2 separate regions of the Ovis aries genome follow, and region 2 is linked to region 1. Evidence: chromatin contacts called from public Hi-C data. All regions are on one chromosome and are shown on one strand. Each heading gives the region's core, a stretch centred on a gene start, on an enhancer-like site or on the middle of the called end of the contact. The rest is flanking DNA. Distances are from core to core; before and after follow the strand shown.

Region 1 (6,707 bases), core at 3,248-5,747:
ACATCAGGTGGCCAAAATATTGGAGTTTCAGCATTAGCATCATTCCTTCCAAAAGAACACCCAGGGCTGATCTCCTTTAGAATGGACTGGTTGGATCTCCTTGCAGTCCAAGGGATTCTCAAGAGTCTTCTCCAACACTACAGTTCAAAAGCATCAATTCTTCAGTGCTCAGCTTTCTTCACAATCCAACTCTCATATCCATACATGACCACAGGAAAAACCATAGCCTTGACTAGATGGACCTTTGTTGGCAAAGTAATGTCTCCGCTTTTCAATATGCTGTCTAGGTTGGTCATAACTTTCCTTTCAAGGAGTAAACGTCTTTTAATTCCATGGCTGCAGTCACCATCTGCAGTGATTTCGGAGCCCCCCAAAATTAAGTCTGATACTGTTTGCCCATCTATTTCCCATGAAGTGATGGGACCAGATGCCATGATCTTCATTTTCTGAATGTTGAGCTTTAAGCCAACTTTTTCACTCTCCTCTTTCACTTTCATCAAGAGGCTTTTAGTTCCTCTTCACTTTCTGCCATATGGGTGGTGTCATCTGCATACCTGAGGTTATTGATATTTCTCCCGGCAATCTTGATTCCAGCTTGTACTTCTTCCAGCCCACCGTTTCTCATGATGTACTCTGCATAAGCAGGGTGACAACATACAGCCTTGATACACTCTTCTTCCTATTTGGAACCAGTCTGTTGCTCCATGTCCAGTTCTAACTGTTGCTTCCTGACCTGCATATAGGTTTCTCAAGAGGCAGGTCAGGTGGTCTGTATTCCCATCTCTTTCAGAATTTTCCATGGTTTATTGTGATCCACACAGTCGAAGGTTTTGGCATAGTCAATAAGGCAGAAACAGATGTTCTGCTGGAACTCTCTTGCTTTTTCCATTATCAAGTGGATGTTGGCAATTTGATCTCTGGTTCCTCTGCCTTTTCTAAAACCACCTGGAACATCTGGAAGTTCACAGCTCACATATTGCTGAAGCCTGGCTTGGAGAATTTTGAGCATTACTTTGCTAGTGTGTGAGATGAGTGCAATTGGGTGGTAGCTTGAGCATTCTTTGGCATTGCCTTTCTTTGGGATTGGAATGAAAACTGACCTTTTCCAGTCCTGTGGCCAGTGCTGAGTTTTCCAAATTTTCTGGCATATTGAATGCAGCACTTTCACAGCATCATCTTTCAGGATTTGAAATAGCTCAACTGGAATTCCATCACCTCCACTAGCTTTGTTCTTAGTGATGCTTTCTAAGGCCCACTTGACTGCACATTCCAAGATGTCTGGCTCTAGGTGAGTGATTACACCGTGATTACCTGGGTCGTGAAGATCTTTTTTGTACAGTTCTTCTGTGTATTCTTGCCACCTCTTCTTAATATCTTCTGCTTCTGTTAGGTCCATACCATTTCTGTTATGTTAGGTCCATAACATTAACATTAGTAGATTAATTAATACAGGCACTAATTTATATGGAGTTAATCCTACCTCTGACTTAGCATCATTGGTTTGACCTTAGACCAATTCTCTTCACTGCTTCTCACTCAGGTCCCTTCTAGCTTTGACAGAAAATGATTAGTTTAATTACGTTCGATTCAGTTTAACTCATCAGATTTTGAATGTGTATGTACACAGTGTCAGAAACTGACTGGTATATGTTCCCTGTTCTCTGAGAGTCAAAAGAGTACTTTATTTATTTAATCTTATTGTTTTCAGCTTGATTCTGTAGAGGTTCAGAATAGGCCTCCCAAGGATGTACCTCTTTGGCATGTGGACTCTTTTGAACTAACTAATGCAACTGTGACCCCGTGGGCTCGAAACTACTGCTTCTCCTTCAACTACCTGGAAGAACTCAAACTGGGAATTTTTCTCAGATAAAAAAAATAGTTATTACCATAATTCTTAAGAAAAATTTCATCTAAGTGGCCCCACCTGTATGGCAGGACATACGTCCAACTACCTGTCATCTGTTCTTGTCATCCTGCAAATGACCTTCCTGACCTTGGCAGCCCCAGGCTCATCCCGTTCCTGAGCTCAGGATGACGTATGTGGCCCATTTCCTCTTTCTATCTCTGTATCTCTCATGTGTTTGGGAGTCTTGAATGAATGGAAATAAATTCAAGGTTCTTCTGTTGATCTCTTCCATGTCGATTTGAATATTAGACCAACTGAAGGGGAGGGGAAACTTTTCTTCATCCACTAGTGATAAGCTCAGTTTGTAAAGAGAAGATCATGTCAAAGAAGAGGACTTGAAATAGCATAGATATTCTGAAGCACTCACACTTTGAGAAATGACTAGAACACGATACAGTACCAACTAAATCCAGAGTTTTACACCACATCACTGACGGAGACAAAATTCTGGAGTCCTGGAAAGACACATTGGAGTAAAAGTGGGACCAGGATGAGCAAGAGGAATCTAGGTGTTTGCCTTTATTGTCAGAAGTTCATGTATACAGTCACACTGTCAATTATTCCTCAATAAAGTTGGCAGAGAAAATGTGGTTGGGTACTAGTCCACTTGAAACAGCTTCTCAATAATGGCCGGTGGCTGCCTCTTTGAGAATCAGAGAACTTTTGAAACTCCCAACAACCAGGTCACACCCTGAACCAGGAAATCAGAATCTCTGGGGAAAATGATCCAGGCATCAGCAACAAGTTAGTTCTTCACAGGATTCAAATACATGGCCAAGCTTGAGGACACCTGCGTTAAAGACATTTACGCCTTAGAGAAAAACGAATATCATATAATATTTCTTATACGTTGGCTCTAGGAAAATGGTGCAGATGAACTTATTTGCAAGGCAGAAATAGAGATACAGATGTAGAGAACAAACTTATGGATACCAAGGAAGGGAGGGAGTGGGGTGAACTGGGAGATTGGGGTTGATGTATGTATATCACTATGTACAAAATAGGTATCTAATGAGAACCTACTGTGTAGCAGTAGGAAACTCTACGCAGTGCTCTGCGGTGATCCAAATGGAAGGAGATCTAGAAAAGAAAAGATACATGCATACATATAACTGATTCATTCTGCTGTACAGCAGATATCATTGCAAAGGAACCAAACTTCAATAAAAAATGTGAAGAAAACAGTAAATTTACAAAAAAAAATGTATAAGCCTCGTCCTAATATTTCAACATGCATTATCATTCAGTTTCTCTCCCTGCTATTACTGTTATCATCTGAAGTGTGTATACCACATAATGGCTACATTGCTTGTTTTTGAAATTTATATAATATACCACATAACAGATTATTTGCTTGAAGCTGTAAAGATAACCAAAGCTCTTCTTGTTTCCAGTGTAAGATGAAAGGAGAAAATATCTGGATCAAAACAAAAATAAAACAACAATACAAAATAAATAATGCAGGTGGTATGACATCTGTTAAGAGTCTACATTTCTGACAGTAATACAAATTCTTATTTTTTGGTTTGTTTCACCATTTTTCCTACCAAACTCTTTAAGCCAGTGGTGGCTTTAAGTTAACTCTACAGGAAGGTGTCTCTGATTCCTTTCCATTTAGGCTGTGTCAAAGTACCTTCAATAAAGAAGACCTAAAGCTAAGAGCTGAAAACCTAATTAAAATAATGGCATGGTTGCAGATATTACATGTGGACAGATTTTAACGCCTTCATCTTTTTTTTTCTGATACAGTTGATTCTAAGCATGTTAGACGTCTCTTTGGAGCATTATGCAGTTTTTATCCGAAAGAAAAGTTTCAAAAGGGGGAGCTAGTTAGCTAATTGATTACAGATTGTTACTGAAATTTTGCAGGAAGAAAAGACTTTCAGAGTGTTAAAGAAAACCCTAAGCAGGCAGGGTTCCTCAGTCTCATTTCTGCCCCTGCCTTCCCTATAAAGCAGGCTGATGGCTGAAGCTCTCCCACAAACCCAGCATGGTAGCTGACAAGCAAAAAGCAAACAGGCTCTTAAACTATGTGCCTCGCAGGAGTGAGGCTATGAAAACTGAAAGAGTTGCCCATGCTTTCCAAGTCCCATGACTCAGAATAGCTGAGGCTACAAGCGTGCAGGCAAGGTCTGAGGTTGTAGCCTTTGGACCTGGTTTAAGCAAAGCCATCAGTAATTTGACAATATAAACGGCGAAACCAGACTTCTTACCTCCCCCTGAGGTGCATCTTGGGTCTCCTAATGTGAGCTAACTCAGAAGATGCATTCCTGAGCTCACAGCCGCTAGACTCATTTGTGCAAAGAGGAAAGTGTGGCCAAGTGATATTATTACTTTTTCTTTTCTCCATTCATTTCCCTCTCCCAAACCATTCCTTAAACCACCTTACAGACTCACTTCCTCCCTCTTCTGACTACAATTTTGGGGGGAGGAAACCAAGATCTGACAGAGTCGCTTTTGTGGTTTTTCTGTTCATTTTGTCATTTTCTCACTTGTTTAGAAAATAAATTTCCACCCACGCTGACACCTGTGCAAGGGGCCCCACCCTGAGACTCAGCAGGCGGCCAGAGCCAGCCTCTGAGCAAACATCCCTGAGAGGGAAGCGCAGCCTGAATGTGTGAGAGTGTGTGTCAGTGAGAGAGTGTGCAGGACAGAGTGACATGTGAGTGGTGTAGACTAATAGCTTGTGTTCAGACATCTAGATCAAGATGCGTGCTCAGTTGCTGAGTCACGTCTGACTCCGCCACCCCACGGACTGTAGCCGGCCAGGCTTCTCTGCCCAAGGAATTTTTCAGGCAAGGATACTGGAGAGGGTTGCCATTTCCTCCTCCAGGGGATCTTCTGAATCCAGGGATCGAATCTCCTGCATTGGCAGGAGGATTCCTTACCACTAGTGCCACCTGGGGTGCCCCTAAATCAAGATAGATGCCCCCAATATATTCAACATGCATCAACAAGAACCACACCATCAACTGCGGGAGATGTGCTCACATTTATGTGTATAAATGCATATAGCTCCTTGTGGACTACCAAAGAGTTTACATAGTTTTATTTTACCTCAAGAAGAGAATAAAATAAAGCATTTATTTTGCTTCCCATGGACCCTCTTCTACTAGCCTGCTTTCCAACTAAGCTGGTAAAATGGGGCATGATGGTTTATGTTTGTATCCTGGCTTGGCAGAGTCAAAAGCTGAGATGTAGAGTTTGAATGAGTCAAATCTGCAGCCAGGCTGCATCACTTCCTAACCATGGTGCCCTTGGGCACACTCCTTAACCTCTCCATGGCTCAGTTTCCTCCTCTCTGACACAAGGGGAAAATCTGTCTCTTGGAGATGTTTGTTTACTTTGAGGTACGCTGTGCAAATGGTAGCTATTCCTATGTGCTTGTGAGTGTGCCCTGTGTAACAAAACATAGTATTCGTAAAACACTTGCAAGAACCCATCATCTTGGACTTTCTAAGTCACCTGGACTGCCCCTTGCAGTTCTCCGAGTCCTTTTCTAACTCTGTTACACCAAGGAGTGGGTTAATGCAGGCAGGTTGTACAGGGTAAGGGAGCACACGTGGTCGCGGCCATGAACACTGAGCAGCTCTGACTCTCGGGTTCTCACCCAAGATTCACTGCAAAATATGTATGAGCACCTTTTATAAGTCAGAAGCTAGAGAATGGTGTGCTTCTGGGTGAGAAAGGATGGCTTTTTGAAATGATGCTTCTTTAGGAGACATGCATGGTGTTTGACAACAGGAATAAAGGATCTGACGATAAACAAGTTAAATCAGCTGTAGGCATCTGTTTCTTGGTTCTTTTGCGATTTTCTTCCTTCTTTATTTTTTGCATATAAAGCTCCAACTTTGTTAATGATGAAACATAGTATACTGAAGGGGAATTTTCTATCTTAATTCAACAAACTTTTGTAAGTGCCTTCTATGTGCCAGCCATGGGATTAGTCTCCCATTAACCATCAGTTGGATGGATTGTCTCTCCTCAAGTAAACTACAAGGTAGGAAGGAAGTTGCTGTGTTAGCTGTGATACAATGCAAAAGTGCTGTTAAAGATGTTATGAACCTGGGATAATTTTAACACAGAAGACGGAGGGACTGGTTCTATGTGTGCAAGTCAGGGAAGGAGCACAAGCAGGAGTATACTGAGTTAAGTTTCCAGATGAGAAGTTGTCTCTTTTCAAATGATAATTTGTGTGTCTATGGACAAACTGTCTGACCGTGACGGAGTGATTCAGCACGATGTGTGCATGGATGGGAGAAGGCACACGGAGATGAAGCGGTCAAATGATAACCTGTGAATCTGTGCACAAACAGTGTGACTGTGAAAGGGTGATTCAGCATGATGTGTGTACGGGAGGTGCGAGAAGACACAGAGAGATCCAACTGAGAAGGTGCTGGATAACAGACCACGGAGCATCTTGAGTACCATTTGAAAGGATGTGGGCATCATTTGTAGATAAAGGAGAGCCAGTTAAAGCTTTTAATGGAGAGGACTGTGATCACACTGCTGATAAAGCAAACAGCAAATGTATCATATGAGCGCCAGAGGTGTTTTCTTCAATTTAAACTCATTTAAAAAAAAAAGTCAACTCACTATCTCAGTGTCTCAGAGTTAGGTCACAGGATATAGAAAAAAAAAATCACTAAAACCCATTGTCTCAGGAGCCTTTCTTTCCAAATCTTGAGAGAATGGCTAAGGGAAGAGGGGATAGGTTTCCCAGGGACTTGTTGAGTTGGCACCAAACTCATCACCGATTTTTGTGAACAGTCATAAGGAGAATCACCTGGTTTCTTCGTGA
Region 2 (6,655 bases), core at 2,647-5,146, 800 kb after region 1:
TTAAAATGGAACTTTCCCTAGAGATAAAGCCAGGACCGAGGCGGCGTCTGCGTCCTTGGCCCCACTTGGATGTTTTCTGGCCTCTTGATGTTCGCAGCTGAAAGCGCAGCTCTGGAAAGAGGCGACGTCTGCCCGGCTTTGTAGTGGTAATGAGAACGCAGACGCGGGTCGTCCGCGCGCAGAGGCTGGGAGCCGCGGGAACCGGCTGCCCATCCTCCAGCCTCAGGAAGGGCGAGGGGAGGGGTCCGTCCTGGGATGGGATTTTTTTTTTTAGGGCAACCTCCCAAGGTTCCGAGGATGGGCAGTATGTAGGGGCGGGAGGGAGCCCTTCAAAGGTATTTTGGGGGAGTCCAGCTCCTCCTCGTGAGGATCCCAAGGAATAAATCACTTTTGCCCTCCACTGAGACACTTTCTCCCCATCAGCCCTCCCCTCGCGCCGGCCCCACCCTGAGCGCCTCGGTTGCAAAAACAAATAAAATAAAGCAAAACCTTTTGCTTTGGCAACCTCTAAGCCACATGACGCCTCCTCTGCACAAGGAAGATTTCTTTCTTCTCCCTCTCCTGGCTTTGTGTGTGTGTGTGTGTGTGTGTGTGTGTGTGTGTTTTCTTCTCTCCCAACCAGCCCCCCTTTTCTTTTCTTCTCGGTCCTCCTTCCTTGCCCCAAATCGCTGGAAACTTAAGACGCGCGGCGGCTGCAGGTGCGCGCGGGCCGGGCGGCGGGGCCGGGGCGCGCCGGGGCCGGCCGGGCCTCGCAGGCATTGATCAGCTGGGCGCGCGCGCTGAGTGACGGCGCGGTTGCCATGGCAGCCGCCTGAGCGGCGCCGCGAGGACAAGGCGGCCGGGCGGCGTGAATGGGCGGCGTCACGCGCCTGGCGCCAGAGAGTCTGCTCCCGGGCTCCGGCCCCGGCCCCGCCGCGGCCCGGCCCGCGCGCCGCCGCCGCCGCCGCCGCGCATTCATCACCTGTCAGGGCTCGCTCGGGGGGTCACGGGCGGGATGGACGCAGCTGGGAGAACAAAACCGGGGGGAAGAGAGGCGAGCGCTCCCCAGCGCGCCAGATGTGCCGGGAGGACCTTGAGACACCCCCTCCTCCGCAACCCCCCCTGCCTTCCCGCAGGCTCCTCCCGCCCCCAGTTGCATCACGCGGGGCGGGGGGTGGGGGTAGGAATTGCAAAGGCCGTCCGGCCAGCCTGGCGCGCCCGGCCCGGAGCTGCTTCTCATTACCGCGAGGGGCCAGTCGCGCTGGGAGCCGGCGGCCGGGCCGGGGTGGAGACCGAGGGAGTGAAGCCCTGGAACCAGGTTAGGCGACCTTCCTGGGCCGGCGTGTGACTTTAAGTGGGGGGGGTGGGGGCATGCATCTCCACCCCACCCCCCCCACCGGAAACCATTCACACCTTCCCACCACCCACGGATCTAGCAGAACCAGGGCCCATCTGCAGCTTTAGAGGCCTCAAATTCAAGCCCACGGAGACACCAAGGGACAGATTTTTTTTTGTAACCCACCTCACCATTTTCCCGATGAAAACATAATTTTAAAGGTAATGGCGAATTGGGCTTGCTGAGACAGAACGTACTAGGAACTCAGGCCTTTAAAAAAAATCATGAGCTTAGCCTCAGAGTCCCCTTAAGTTGATCTTTAAATGAATGTAGAACTGGTCGGCCTGCCAGTCGAATCGAATTCCACTCATCCAGGCTGACTGGACTCTGACATGGCCGATAGAGGAAGAAACACCAGAAAACTTTCACCATATTTAGCAGTTTTACTGCATCAGGGTACACACATGAGCCTGGGAGAAGGCAGTGCCTTAATCAACTTTGCGAGTGTGCAAAGTAATCCCGCACAAGGCTCATTAGGAAGCAGCCCGGAGCCCGGCTGGAGGGATAATGAGGCTGGCACGGATGTTAACATACGGTGTCCTTGGAAAAAGCTAGGAATGCGTCAGTATCTCAGAGCTGCAATGTCCAAGAATCACAAGTAATAATTTGAGAATCCCAAAGATGTTTGTTTACATTGGCTATTATTGTAAAATAGTCAAAGTATAACATCATGAACCAAAATAGTGTCAAAACAAAATCTGTTCCACTGTGGCACGTATGTGACGGAAACACATGCACACAAAGAACATCAAAAGGTTCGAACTGTGAGGACTCAGGATGAAATCATTTCCAGACTTAATATCAGAGGAGAGGTGGGGACTCCACTGCTGTGCGCAGAGAAGTCGCAGGCAGCATTTGCTGGGCAGGCCCTGAGCAGATTTCTCTGCTGGTCAGGAAACCATCACCTCTATGCTCCCACCTGAGGTGGCTGGATTTTCGGAAGGTGATATCCACCCTAGCGCCACCAACTTTTCCTCCCTCGAGAGCAGCTGTAGTGCAGGCACATGGCTGTAGTTGGTGTCCAGGACCAGACCGGCTGGTCCACCAGCTGAGGAATTAATCATTAACTGAAGAAAAATATACTGTTTCCCCATTATTAAGCTTTACTTTTTCTCCAGTTCTGCCCTCCTTTTCCTTCTTAAAGGCCGAGGAGATGCAGATTGAGATAAAGTAAACAAGACACTTAAAAATAGAATGCTTTTTCAGACTTTCTAGTTTATTGTATTCTAGAAAAATGTTTAAAACACACAACTAACTTACTGTAGTCTTCCGTTAAGTTAGAATTATGTGTGAATTCACTGAAGAGGATTTGAGTAAAGAACTGCAAACTGTAGTTCTTAAAAGATTTCTAGACAGAAAAATTTTTAAAAAGATGAGGGCGGGTGACACAACCTGAAGCTGCCTCCAGTACTGGTGCTAAGAAGATTCCCAACCTGGTACCTTATAGATTTTTTTTAAAACAGTGTGAAGATATTGACCGTGGCTAGGGCCACCTACCTGTACAAAACTTTAAAAATACAGCAGGCACTGAAATGTGACACCAGAAATCATGTTGTGTGCATAGCTAGTCACCTTGCTTTGCCACCGACACTGCAGAGCGGACCAGCAGCCTCTCAAGGGTAGTGTATGTAAATACAGCTTCAATATGCAAATACTCCTAATGATTTCCGATTAATAGCTTTATTATAATAGCCCTTCCCAGTGTTAGAGAAGGAACCCAGGAAGGGTCCCGCACTTCTCGAGCTCCTTAGCGATCAGCACAGTTATCCAGTAAGTACTCACTTCACAGAGTTTACTAGACTGCCTTCTGCGTTGCTCCAGGTTGCACGATCCCACACTTAAACCTGTCGTTGAAATGCGCGCGCGTGGGTGTTTTGGGGTTTGTTTTCATAAAGCTTTTCCTGATCTTAAGAGGCCGATCTCAATCTACAAACATCAGTTGTCGATGGCAAAGTTATTTGCGTTTTCCCTTTTTTCGGAAATGCTTTCCATAACGTCTTGATGACTTTCCGGGAGGAGCGGGGAACCGTGGTGGCTTTCCCCTTCTGCCGTGCAGACTCCGCGGGGGTGCTGTGATCTTAGTGATGCTGAAAGCTTGGAGGAGTAGCAGCCTCCGTCGGGGGGCACCTTTAGGGGGAGGGTCCCGCCTAGTGATCGGGATTGGAATTGGGGTGCCCACTTACGGTCCCGGGGTGTCCCCGCCCCCACCGCGTCCGCGCCCCGCTGCTCCCGTCGCTCGGCCGTCCCCCGGTCCCTGCCCACCCCCAGGTCCCCCTGGGCCCGGCGCTCACAGTACTCTATTTACCACCTCAGCTGGGCTGGCGCCCGTTCCGCCCACCCCCACGGCGATTGGCTGCGAACGCGGAAGGACGGAGCTCTCCCCTCGCGCCCGCACCTGCCAATGGGCGCGCCCGCCCGGCCTGATGGACGCGCCGCCTTCCACCAATGGGGTCGCGGGGAAGCCGGGTCGTGTGGCCCCGGCGAGCGCGTATAAAAGCCGCCGGGCCGGGCTCTCCGCTTCATTCTGAGCCGAGCGCGGTGCCGAGCGCAGCGAGCTTCGCAGGAGGCGGCGGCAGCGGCGGCGGCGGCAGCCTGAGCTTCGGGGCAGCCCGCTTCCCTCCTCCCAATCGCTTCGCTTCCCTTCCCCGCTATCAGCATGAAAGCCTTCAGTCCAGTGAGGTCCGTTAGGAAAAACAGCCTTTCGGACCACGGCCTGGGCATCTCCCGGAGCAAAACCCCGGTGGACGACCCGATGAGCCTGCTGTACAACATGAACGACTGCTACTCCAAGCTCAAGGAGCTGGTCCCCAGCATCCCGCAAAACAAGAAGGTGAGCAAGATGGAAATCCTGCAGCACGTCATCGACTACATCTTGGACTTGCAGATCGCGCTAGACTCGCACCCCACCATCGTTAGCCTGCACCACCAGCGACCCGGGCAGAGCCAGGCGTCCAGGACGCCGCTCACCACCCTCAACACCGACATCAGCATCCTGTCCTTGCAGGTAAGACCCGCTCCCCCCAGCGATGCTCGGGTAGAGCCGTTGTCAGGCGGCGGGCCCTAGTCGCTGACTTACAGACGGGCTAATAACTTTATCACTGTGCCTGTTACAGTCATTTAAACAAAAACAAATCTGCTGTGGAAGGAGTCGTGTGCGTGAAATTGTTATGACATGTGAATGCCTCTGAGTCTGAATTCATCATAAACGTGGGTTTTTGGAACTTGCTGTTCAAAATTAAACTATTTTTTTTTAAAAGAGGTTCTTTCTCCTTAAGGTTGTCTAACGTCTTGCGCCTTTTCCCCCCCTTTCTCTCGCAGGCTTCTGAATTCCCTTCTGAATTAATGTCAAATGACAGCAAAGCGCTCTGTGGCTGAATAAATGGTGAGTGTCTGCTTGTGTCCCCCGTTGGTGAACTGGCGCTTGGAGTGTGTGTGTGCGCGCGTGGGTACTTGCGTATCTGTAAAATTTGGGGGTTTGGTAAATGAACGTGTACTTCGTTGTGTTGCACGTAGTACATTGTTTACGCGTACTAGACATGAAGAGCCATCTAGCTCCTGTTACTCAAAATCCCAGAACGTTTTCTTAAAAAAAAAAAAGAAAAGAAAAAATCAATGCCTGTAACTTACTCCCAAGGTGGTGAAGGAGAATACGTACTGGCTTCTTGTGCGCCTGTAACATGCCCCGGCTGTTTTCTGCTATTGCTCTGGTACTATGAGGTACTAACCTCCATATAATTAATCTTATCACCGCAAATTCCATAGGGATCCTCCTTCCCCAAAACTCCAGCCCCCTGGGATCGGCTAGTTGAGCATTGCTACCCTGTGTCTCAGACCCTGTGATGTGGGATTCCGACTTCCCTATCTGTTAACTAAAGGGCTGTTTTCAATCAAATAATTGTTACAAGAAGCAGACTGGCGCCTGTGAGGACTGCCGTTGGAGATCCAAATAGGAGATTGCGTTGGGAAGTTTTCCCCTGAGTCTCTGCTATTTTAATGTTTAATTTGCGCTGTCCAGGCCGAGTGTGTGCGCTGCATCTGGACGCCAGGGTTTGCCCAATGTTTGAGTGTTTGGTTAAATGTTCAAACTGCGGCTTCTTCCTGGCGCCAGTCTGCCTGTCTCTGCCCTTAGGTTAAAACCTCCTAAACAGTCCTTTCTCTCCCGATCTCTTGCAGGTGTTCATGATTTTTTTTTCCCTTTGCACAACAACAACAACAAATCCACAGGCTCTTTTAAGGCGCTGAACTTATTTTTCAACCATTTCACAAGGAGGACAACAAGTCGAATGGACCTTTAAAAAAAAAATGGAAGGAAAACTTAAGAATGATCAACTTCCCCAGGGTGTTTTCTGACCTGGACTGTGATATTAGTTATTTATGAAAAAGACTTTTAAATGCCCTTTCTGCAGTTGGAAGGTTTTCTTTATATACTATTCCCACCATGGGGAGCGAAAACGTTAAAATCACAAGGAATTGCCCAATTTAAGCAGACTTTGCCTTTTTTCAAAGGTGGAGCGTGAATACCAGAAGGATCAGTATTCAGTTACTTAAATGAAGTCTTTTGGTCAGAAATTACCTTTTTGACACAAGCCTACTGAATGCTGTGTATATATTTATATATAAATATATATATATATTGAGTGAAACCTTGTGAACTCTTTAATTAGAGTTTTCTTGTATAGTGGCAGAAATGTACATTTCTGCATACAAAGTGTAATGATGTACTTATTCATGCTAAACTTTTTATAAAAGTTTAGTTGTAAACTTAACCCTTTTATACAAAATAAATCAAGTGTGTTTATTGAATGGTGATTGCCTGCTTTATTTCAGAGGACCAGTGCTTTGATTTTTATTATGCTATGTTATAACTGAACCCAAATAAATACAAGTTCAAATTTATGTAGACTGTATAAGATTATAATAAAACATGTCTGAAGTCAATGCCTGAATTCTGAATGATTTTTAAGATTCTGTCTCTATCTCGCCATTTTATTTAATCCCTCCTCCTTCATCGCTTCTACCACCCCTAAGGCTTGGAATCTGCAGTGCAGAGAAGGCCCTTATCAGACAGATGTGTGGTCAGGGCTAGCACTCTGGGGTAAAGGGCTGTTGCTGCTTTTTAGGGAAGCTGACTGTCCTGGGGAGTCTGTAAACCCAGAAGTTTCTTTTAGTCTGTCAAGGAAAAAGTAGCTCTGTGCCTTGGGGTGGGGTTTCCAACCCAAGAGTTACTGTGGTGGGGCCTCCTAGCACTTTAGATGTGGAATCTGGAGGACGACCTGTCTG

What was found. A called contact is a pair of places that touch in the nucleus more often than the background predicts.
Region 2: a contact with region 1 is called in a Hi-C map of liver, with 4 times the contacts expected there. The contact joins the promoter of ID2 here to the enhancer-like site in region 1. A contact is called at or near these places in 5 of 16 Hi-C or Micro-C datasets (blood, liver, mixed tissues and 1 more).

Annotation. Positions count from the first base shown.
Region 1 is chr3:17,400,649-17,407,355 of ARS-UI_Ramb_v3.0, forward strand. No RefSeq gene overlaps it. Among named protein-coding and RNA genes, the nearest start is that of TRNAG-UCC, 340 kb to the right of the region's middle. Within about 2 kb of position 4,498, at least 14 of the 54 cell types and tissues checked have an H3K27ac peak or open chromatin away from gene starts, as enhancers often do. A contact at or near this core is called in liver, where this site is marked.
Region 2 is chr3:18,198,440-18,205,094 of ARS-UI_Ramb_v3.0, forward strand. It overlaps ID2 (inhibitor of DNA binding 2), which reads left to right and starts at 3,897. Exons shown (of 3, transcript XM_004005671.4): 1 at 3,897-4,379; 2 at 4,694-4,757; 3 at 5,549-6,313. The coding sequence starts at 4,032. The coding sequence ends at 4,750. It overlaps LOC105607483 (a long non-coding RNA gene), which reads right to left and starts at 3,711. Exons shown (of 3, transcript XR_009599745.1): 1 at 490-3,711.